Linked DNA regions of Rattus norvegicus: region 1 is linked to region 2. A link is a contact called in public Hi-C data. All regions are on one chromosome and are shown on one strand. The core of a region is the stretch at or near the end of the contact, and the rest is flanking DNA. Distances in the headings are between cores, read along the strand shown.

The links. Hi-C and Micro-C count contacts between places; a contact is called where the count stands out from the background.
Region 1: a Hi-C map of liver shows a contact between it and region 2, with 3 times the contacts expected there. The contact joins the promoter of Rfc3 here to the promoter of N4bp2l2 in region 2. A contact is called at or near these places in 7 of 12 Hi-C or Micro-C datasets (the A7r5 cell line, the Rat2 cell line, Schwann cells and 4 more).

What each region holds. Positions count from the first base shown.
Region 1 is chr12:5,834,323-5,838,674 of GRCr8, reverse strand. It overlaps Rfc3 (replication factor C subunit 3), which reads right to left and starts at 2,107. Exons shown (of 9, transcript NM_001009629.1): 1 at 1,958-2,107; 2 at 962-1,099. The coding sequence starts at 2,044.
Region 2 is chr12:5,034,248-5,038,604 of GRCr8, reverse strand. It overlaps N4bp2l2 (NEDD4 binding protein 2-like 2), which reads left to right and starts at 2,929. Exons shown (of 6, transcript NM_001005533.2): 1 at 2,929-3,040. It also overlaps a transcript of Pds5b not described here.

The DNA of each region.
Region 1 (4,352 bases), core at 858-3,357, 800 kb before region 2:
TACCTTCACTTAAGCTAGTCTATATTAGACAGTTTATTTTGAGGGAATACACCCACTTCCCTGGCCCTCTTCATAACCATCTCATTTCAGAAACATATTCTCTATACGGAATTAAGGGCCGCATCATACACTTTTTAAACATTAGGACTCCGACCGAAATTCATACGGTGACTTGGGACACTTTCAATATTAAGCCTCCCGTGTGAGAACACACTTTATATTTCTATCTTTTCAGTTCTTTAGTCTTTAGAATATTGTTTCTTCCGAGATGATTCAACGTTACCCTCCTGAAGGCTGTTAACAGCATGGCCATCCACGCTAAGCATTTTTTTTTCCCTTTCTGAATACAAAATACCGTTAAGACACCGTATGCGATACCATGGAGGACTTGACACTAGGCATGACACATCCTCTACATAACTTCAAAACAAATACAGTCTTGCCGAGGTAAAAGATAACCAAGGTAAAAGCATAACCAAGGCACACTAACACACTACCAGGTGTAAGGAGCTGCCAATTCTGCCAGGCTGAGTAGCACTTAAAAGAGAGAAGGGCATGTCAGGGACCGGGGAAATGGCTGAGCGAAATACACGTGTTGTGCGGACACATGCCAACTTGATGGCGCCACCTAAATCTAGCACTAGTACAAATGCAACTGTCTGTGATACCGGGGACCTCACAGAGCGGCGGGAAGCAGAGATGGGAGAATCTCCATAAGCTCCCTCCCAGGTCCGCCAGCTGGACTCGGGGGATAGCAAGGGAACATTTCTCTTAAACAAAATGAGAGAGGACTGGCAGCCGCCAGTTCTACTATGCACCCCGCCTTCACAAACATGAGCACACAGGCACACAACTTCTTAGGTCACACACTAGGGGGTCAGTGGTGGGAGAGGTAGACACATGACCAGGATTGAAAATCCCCACCAGAAACAGCTGCTAAGCCTCAACCGGAGATGCTTACTGTGATAGTCTGATGCTCAATTCTCAGTTTTTCCACCCCAACACCATAAAGTTCACGTAGAATACACATAATTCTTGTCTTTTTTCCAGCACCCGATGGTCCATATACTAAGAGGTGAGGAAAGTCTCCACACTGCACCTAAGGACAAAAGAACAAGACATTCGATCCTACTTAAAGTAGGTGAGCCAAGCTAAACTACTTTTAAAATACCAAGACACTCAGTTTATCATCCAATTCCAAGAAAATATGTACCAAACTCTGGACACTAATTTAATCTAACTTACATGCACAACACAGAACACACAAGGCATGTTAAATGCTTAAAAGTTAGAACTCCCTAAGTAAGCTATCTGAAGGGCCCGTTTGAAAATAAGGGGTGACCAAAGGTGAAATACATCTCTTAACTAAGACATATGCTTGTCTGGCCCGGGTACCCCAAAACTGGTCCTCTTGCTCAGGCGTAGGTGCACTGATTTCCTTGTAAGTTCACTTGGGAGATATAGAAGAACTTCACACTAGAACGGGGTTGATGCGAAGCTATGGAAAAGGCAGCAATAACAGTTCTATCAAACGAAAGAGTACTATTAGCATGGACGGTGTATCTTGCCTTTAGGAAACTGAACATCAACGCTACTGAAGGAAAACAGGTATTTGTATAAACAGAGTATAATGTTCTATTTTAAATTAGTGTATGCATCACAAAACAAAAACAAACCTGTAGCAGAAGCGCCTATCTGGCCCTTGCAGAGACACAGACGCCGGGGCACATCCCCATCCCCGCCCCCTACAGCCGGTCCTTGCTCATTATTCTCCATTACACTGGCCTTCTTCAGGTCCTCACACCAAACTCATGGGAACCCACGCAGCAAAAACACTGCACTTTGAGGAACTCGTCACTCTGATCCCCTCGCTGACACTGGGGCGCCCGTCTCCTCCCTTCCCCGGCTGTGCAGGAAGAGCCGAGCCGGGCAGCCTTCGCCCTCCCGGTCGGCTTACCAGGTTGCGCAGCTGTGCTGCCTGCTCCTTGTGATAGTCCAGCCGTGCAAGGGAGCTCGGCCGGTATTTGTCCACCCAGAGGCTCATGGCTGCTTCACAGCCCCACCGGCGAGCCCGTCACCAAGACAGACGAGTTTTCCCGCGAGCGCGAAAGGCTGCGACGTCATTTCCGGCAGCCAGCGACTTCCGGTTAGGGAGGCTGGGAAATCCAAACGGGGCCTGAAGTGGTCGCTGCAGTTCCCACTGCGCCACTACACCAACAGTCGTTGCGTTTATGGGGTGTGCTGTCGTTGTCCCTTTGTTCTCTCTCTGTGACATTGTAGAAAACATTCGAAGGAGTTAAAGATGTATCTCTGACAGGCAGGATGTCCAATATGAGTGCTGAGCGAAGGAGGTTTCCCCCGTTTCATTCTTTCATTTATTCACCGGTTCACAACTCCATTCTAATTAGTGCTACCTAATTTGCTATCTTTGTAGAACTGTTTTTTCCTTAAAATAAATAAATAAATAAATAAATAAATAAATAAATAAATAAATAAATAAATCAATCCGTCAATGGTCAATGAGTATTTGCCTATGACTCTGTGAACTGTGTGCTCTGAAGTGAGAAAGAAAATGAAATTGGAAGCAAAAGTATTGAAAGGGCCATGTTTGATACACTGGGATAGTGAGCATGGAAAGACTTTCAGAGATGGAGAGTGAGGCAGGTGCTACTGGGATTTGGCAACAGTGCCCAGAAGCATGACAGACAAACTTGCATAAAGACAGATAGTTCGTGGTGGATCCTAGAGTATGTGCTATGTTCTAAAAGATTGAAAGAATATGGAGAGAACATAGCAAAAAAAAAAAAAGAAAGAAAGAAAAGAAAAAAAAACCCACAACAACAACAACAAAACCTCCCCTAGTTTTACTTGTTTTCACAAATACAAAAACACAGATGCCCCCATTCATTTAGATCTCCAATAAAATTTTGGTGTGTGTGCCCCAGGCAATATCGCAGTGAGATTAATTTTTATCTGAAATTGGATTTTAATTGGTTGTCCCGTATTTTTTTTTCTTTTTTTTTTTTTTTTTCCGGAGCTGGGGACCGAACCCAGGGCCTTGCGCTCCCTAGGCAAGGGCTTTACTGCTGAGCTAAATCCCCAAACCCCCCCCCCCCCCGTATTTTTTATCTTACAGCCATGCTCGGATTTCTTCAACTTATGAGACCTGGGGTAGTAGTTGGGAAGGAGGGAGAGAGTCCTCACATCACAGCCAGTGGCCAAGGCCAGCTCTGCCCTGCTGCCTGGAGTAGCTTCAGAAGTTACTTCGGGACACCCGGAAGCTTGTTGCACCGGTCAGTCTTGGTTGTCAGCTTGGTGAGGTTTGGAATCATCATACAAACTACTACATGGGCATGTCCCTGGGTGCAGTAGAGTATTAAAGACCACGTAGTTACAGTCTGTCAATTAAGCTTAAGTTGTTTAACATTCAGAAAGATGTTCTAGGTTTTAAAAGATGCTTTTGGGATGGTAAAACAAGTTAAATCGAAAATGATTTAGGTACAAAAGTGCTTTATCTAAATTGCCAAGTATAAATAGAATGGACATTATAAACGTACATCATGCCTTAGGGTTTTCATAATCGTTATATAATCATATTCGATTTATGTTTGAAGGAAAAAGTGCTTTATATTGAAGTGAAAAGGGGAACCACAGAGTGTCTTGTGCATTGTACAGATACCTTACCCATCAATTAAACAGCCTACGGCTTAGGAAAGAAATAGAAGTAGAAGACCTGTGGGGAGGGGTGGTTTGTGGAGAAACAATTCTGGGAGACATAGAGGCAGGGGGAGAGGAGCCCAAAAGAGGTGAGGAAATGGACACATGGTACCTGAGCATAGGTAACCAGCCATGTGGCAAGATGTAGGTTAAAATAAATGGTCTTACTTCTGGGAGCATAGGCCTGGGAGGCAGAACCGGGGCCTAATGTCAACGCAATAAAGTGGAAAGAGTTCTGTTTCAAACATTCTTTTGAAAGCTAGAGTCACTATATGGAATATTCCGGGCATTTATTCTGGGGTTTCATGAGAATGTAACATTTAGTCCTTGTTTGCTTGCTTGCTTGTTCGTTTGTTTGTTTATCTATTTAATGTATGAGTAGCAAAATGCAGAGAGAATTCATTTTATTTTTTTAACATAGCGTTCTTATTAATTTGCCCTTTGAGAATGTCACACTGGCAGAGTGTTCTAGTCTTATTTCTGTTGTTGTGATAAGCACTGGCCAACATCAACTTGGGAAGTGTTTATCTGGTTTACACTTCCCCCGAGCATCATGGGAAGTGAGGGCCGGAATTCAAGCAGGAACCTGAAGGCTGGAAATGAAGCAGAAGACCTGAAAGGGCACTGCTGACTGG
Region 2 (4,357 bases), core at 1,680-4,179:
GGGGTTGGAGATTTGGCTCAGTGGTAGAGCGCTTGCCTAGCAAGCACAAGGCCCTGGGTTCGGTCCCCAGCTCCGAAAAAAAGAATAGAAAAAAAAGAAAGAAAGAAAGAAAGAAAGAAAGAAAGAAAGAAAGAAAGAAAGAAAGAAAGAAAGAATAGCCATCATATATGTGATCTCGGACAGCGACACCAGAATCTTTTTTAAGAGGGTGTCTATATCCAGAGGATGCTCTCAGGTTCCAGCGCTCCACAGAAGGCCCAGACTGAAGGAGGCGGTACGTACACTTTTATATGAAAACCAAATATATTTCAAGATGTCAGTGGGGGCTTGAACACATGGCTCAGTGGTAGAGGGCTTACCTGCTACACCTGAGGTCCTAGGTTCTACTCTTAGGACTGAAGGGCAAAGCCAGTAGATGTTAAAGGAACACGTTTCCACCCACTGTGGGATGACGACATGTGGGATGATGGGATGTGGGAGGTTGCTAGGGGTAATGGGCTGAATAGACAATAGAGTTGGTGTTGCATTCTAGAACACTCCACCAGAGTCTTCACAATAGGAGGGTAGAAAATGGGATTGGAGAAGCAGGCCAAGACACTCATCCAGCTTTTCTTTGCTTCCAGAAGTAAATGGGTTTTCTCTCTCTTACACAATGCTCTTATGAACGGCCTTTTCTTCTTCACTCTCACCTCTTTACTCTGACCTTTCTTTAACACTCATAACTCTCAATAAGTGTCCACTGTCACTGTCCCTCCCTCAAGTACCTCTCCAGGTTTTATGACATTTGACTCTCTAGAACTCACTCTGCTTTGTTGGGGGTATTCTTTAGATCCTCTCATCTCTGGGCAGAGATAGTGTGGTCTACATGTGTCCTTCCCCTTCGCATTTGAAACTCAGTCACCAACTGATAGCATTAAGGGTGATAAACTCATTGCTGAAGAGCCCACATGGATGTGTAGGGCCCAATTGATGACCCGAATTCAATCCCCAGAAGCCATGATAGGAACCTGGGTGAGGTGGCACCTACTGCAAGGTGGACCATACAGACAGGAGAATCAGCCAGAAGTGTACAGGAGACCAGCTAGCCTAGAATACATAGTACAACAATAAAACAAGAGAGACATAGTACAACAATAAAACAAGAGAGATCCTGCCTCAAAGTAAGGCGGATGGAGAGAACCAACTCCTGAAAAGTTGCCCTTTGACCTTTACACAAGCGTAATGGTATATACGCGAATGCACATGCTCACACATACTTTTACACACACACACACACACACACACACACACACACACACACACACACACACATAAATTTAGAAGGTGCTGTTTGCCCTGTCTGTCCATGTTGAGAGATAGGAGAAATGGCTAGAAGATGCAGTATTTATACCCAAGGAGATGCCCTCACAAATTATCTTGGACTTTGTAACCTCCAAAACTATGGGAATAGGGGTTGGGGATTTAGCTCAGTGGTAGAGCACTTGCCTAGCAAGCGCAAGGCCCTGGGTTCGGTCCCCAGCTCCGAAAAAAAGAAAAAAAAAAAAACTATGGGAATAGATTTCTAATACTTTTTTTTTTTTCTTTTTTCGGAGCTGGGGACCGAACCCAGGGCCTTGCGGTTGCTAAGCAAGCGCTCTACCACTGAGCTAAATCCCCAACCTCTAGATTTCTAATACTTAAAAATGAAAGAAAGGCATTTTTAACAGTTTAAATGGACCAACACAGGAAGTATATGGAAACTTCATCTTTGAAATTTTATTTGGGCTGGTGAGAGGGCTCAGTAGATAAAGGCACTCACTGCTAAGCCTGGACAACCTGAACTCAATCCCCAGGACCCAATACTGGCCAGGAGTTATGGCAGTAGAAAACTGCCAGCTCAGCATGTGCAAGGAAAAATGAGAAAATAAAAGTATTCCTACTATTTAACTTTTCAATGACATGTTATTAAAATGTAAGATATTACAATGAGATGACATCACCATGAATGTCAAAAAGAAAAATGTTTCCCTTAGGGTGGGTATAGAGGTGCAGGCCTGTAATCCAAGCAGGAGAATCAGAAATTCTAAATTCTAGGTGAAATTACCTTGGCTTATATGGCATTTAAGGTCAACCTGGTTTCCATGAGATCTGACACACTCCTGGTTTTCCTGTGCACCAGACACTCACTCTGTGTGTGTGTGTGTGTGTGTGTGTGTGTGTGTGTTTACTCAGATAAAACACATAGTAATTTTTTAAGTGTTTATTTTTATAAAAATGATGCAGAACTTGAAGCTAAATACGAGGAAACAAAAGTTGCTGTAAAAATTGTATTTCAAGAAGATCCTGCAAGAGGATAGGTTGTGAGCCCTCTGGGTCATAATAATGGTGTTAAGCATTCTAATGTAAATATTCTACACTGTGACTTTTAGCTATTATACTTTCAAATTAAAACATTATTGTGTTGGAGCCAAGACCTATTCGAATACGAGATGGCCGATTTTCTTGTGGGGGTCCAAATGAAACAAAGAGTGGGAGTTTCAGAAAGTATAATTACTTTCTGAGAAACCATAGCAACCGAATTCCGTTATACAAAATGTTTTCTCCTTTGAAGCCTAGTCTGATTCTTTTGTCTCTTAAAAAGCCCGAAAACTGTTCACTCACCACAGAGGCTTGCGCATCCACCTGGGGGCGCCAAGCACTCTTGTTCTTTTCCTTTAGTCGCGAACGCCAGAGAACGTCGCTGCCTTTACAAAGTTGGTGTTTCTTTAACTAACTTCCCCAACTCCAGGACTGGGAACAAGACTGAGTCTACGTTTGTGGCCAAAATAGCACAGGCGTCATGCAATGGACTCTGGAAGACTGAGTCTCGGTGGCACGAGGTAAACTAGGATTGCAGGGAACGCCGGACTTCAATCCCCATAATGCCTGGCGTGAGCCCGCGGTGCTGCATGGGTAATCCAAGAGGTGGCGGCCATCTTGTGTATGGAACTGCTCCAGTCTCGCGTCTCTTTCCAGCTCCGTTTAGTAGCTACGTTTTGGACGGTCTCTCGACTTCCCAGAGGTTCGTGTATTCGCGGAAGTTCTTTTTGGGGGAGGACTTGGGGAGGAAGGTGGTGGAAGTACATACAGAGCTGTGGCTTGAGGTGAGCAAGCGTCCCGGTGTAGTTAAGGGAGGTATTTCCGGTTTCATCTGAGGTGAACGGCCGAGTTTTCACTGGTGGCTTGACGCGATTCTTTCTATTTGTGAGCGTGGAAGCCCCAAAAGAAACCTTTCAGCCTTCGAGGCCTCCCCGGATTCTTAGAAGGGATCTTGACGTTTTCCTTAGGGACGGAGAAGCTGGGACGCCTCTGTCCTGGCAGCTTGCCTAGGGGTCAGGAGGCCTGGGGGCCCAGGTAGGGTACTGGCGATGTTAGTGCACCCTCTGCTCTTCCTCGGGTATCTCTGACGTTAGAATGAGGAAATGGGAGGATGTGGCTGAGGTGGGGGCTGTTTCCGGGAAAATGGCTTTCTCCGCAGTTGGAGCTTCCTTCATCTCTGCTAATGGCCTGTCTCCTTTATTCCCTACTTTGTGGGGGTTTTAGTTTTGCTTCCAAGAGCAGGCCGAGTGAAGTACTGACTAAAAGAGAGCTTTTGGTTTCTTAACGGTTAAAAAAAAAAAAGATAGGAGAAGCGAAGTTGTGATTTTTTTTTTTTAAGGCATAGTCTCTCTAAACCAGGTTGCTATGGAAGCCATTTGTGTAGACAGCCCATACTGGACTGGAACTCTCCCATTGACAGCATTACAGGTTTGAGCTACCATGGCCTGTCAAGAGAAGTGTAATTTTAATTAAGTTAGTTTATTGACAGGGTCTTGGGTAATTGAACTTACTCTGTAGTCCAGGCTGGTTGTAAACTCCTGATCTTCCTTTCTCCATCTCCCAAACGCTAGTGTTTACAGCCATAAACCACCCTGCCTGAAAAGTGAACTTTTTAAGTTAGAGAAACTACTAGAAAAGTTGAATGTTTTGATTTTTAAAGTTTCCTGATTATTTTTCCTGAGCATAATTTGTATCGTCACTGAAACTCAAAACTTTTTTTTTTTTTCAAATTCTTACACTCAATTGGGAACTGCTTTTACACTACTTGAAAGGAAAAGGCCCCCAAGGCTGCATTTTAGTTGATCTGGTATTTGGATGCTAAAGAGAGATGATTGAAGTTTGGAAATTGAAGCTTATACTCCAAAAGACATGGTGATTTTTAAACAGGAAGGTATTCATGTTTAAATTCAATTTAGAAACACATGTTCAATTCTGGATCTATACATACACATATAAATACACACAATATGGATTTAAGTTTCCAAATTTAGGTTCCTAAACTCTAGAGTGGATTGGTTAA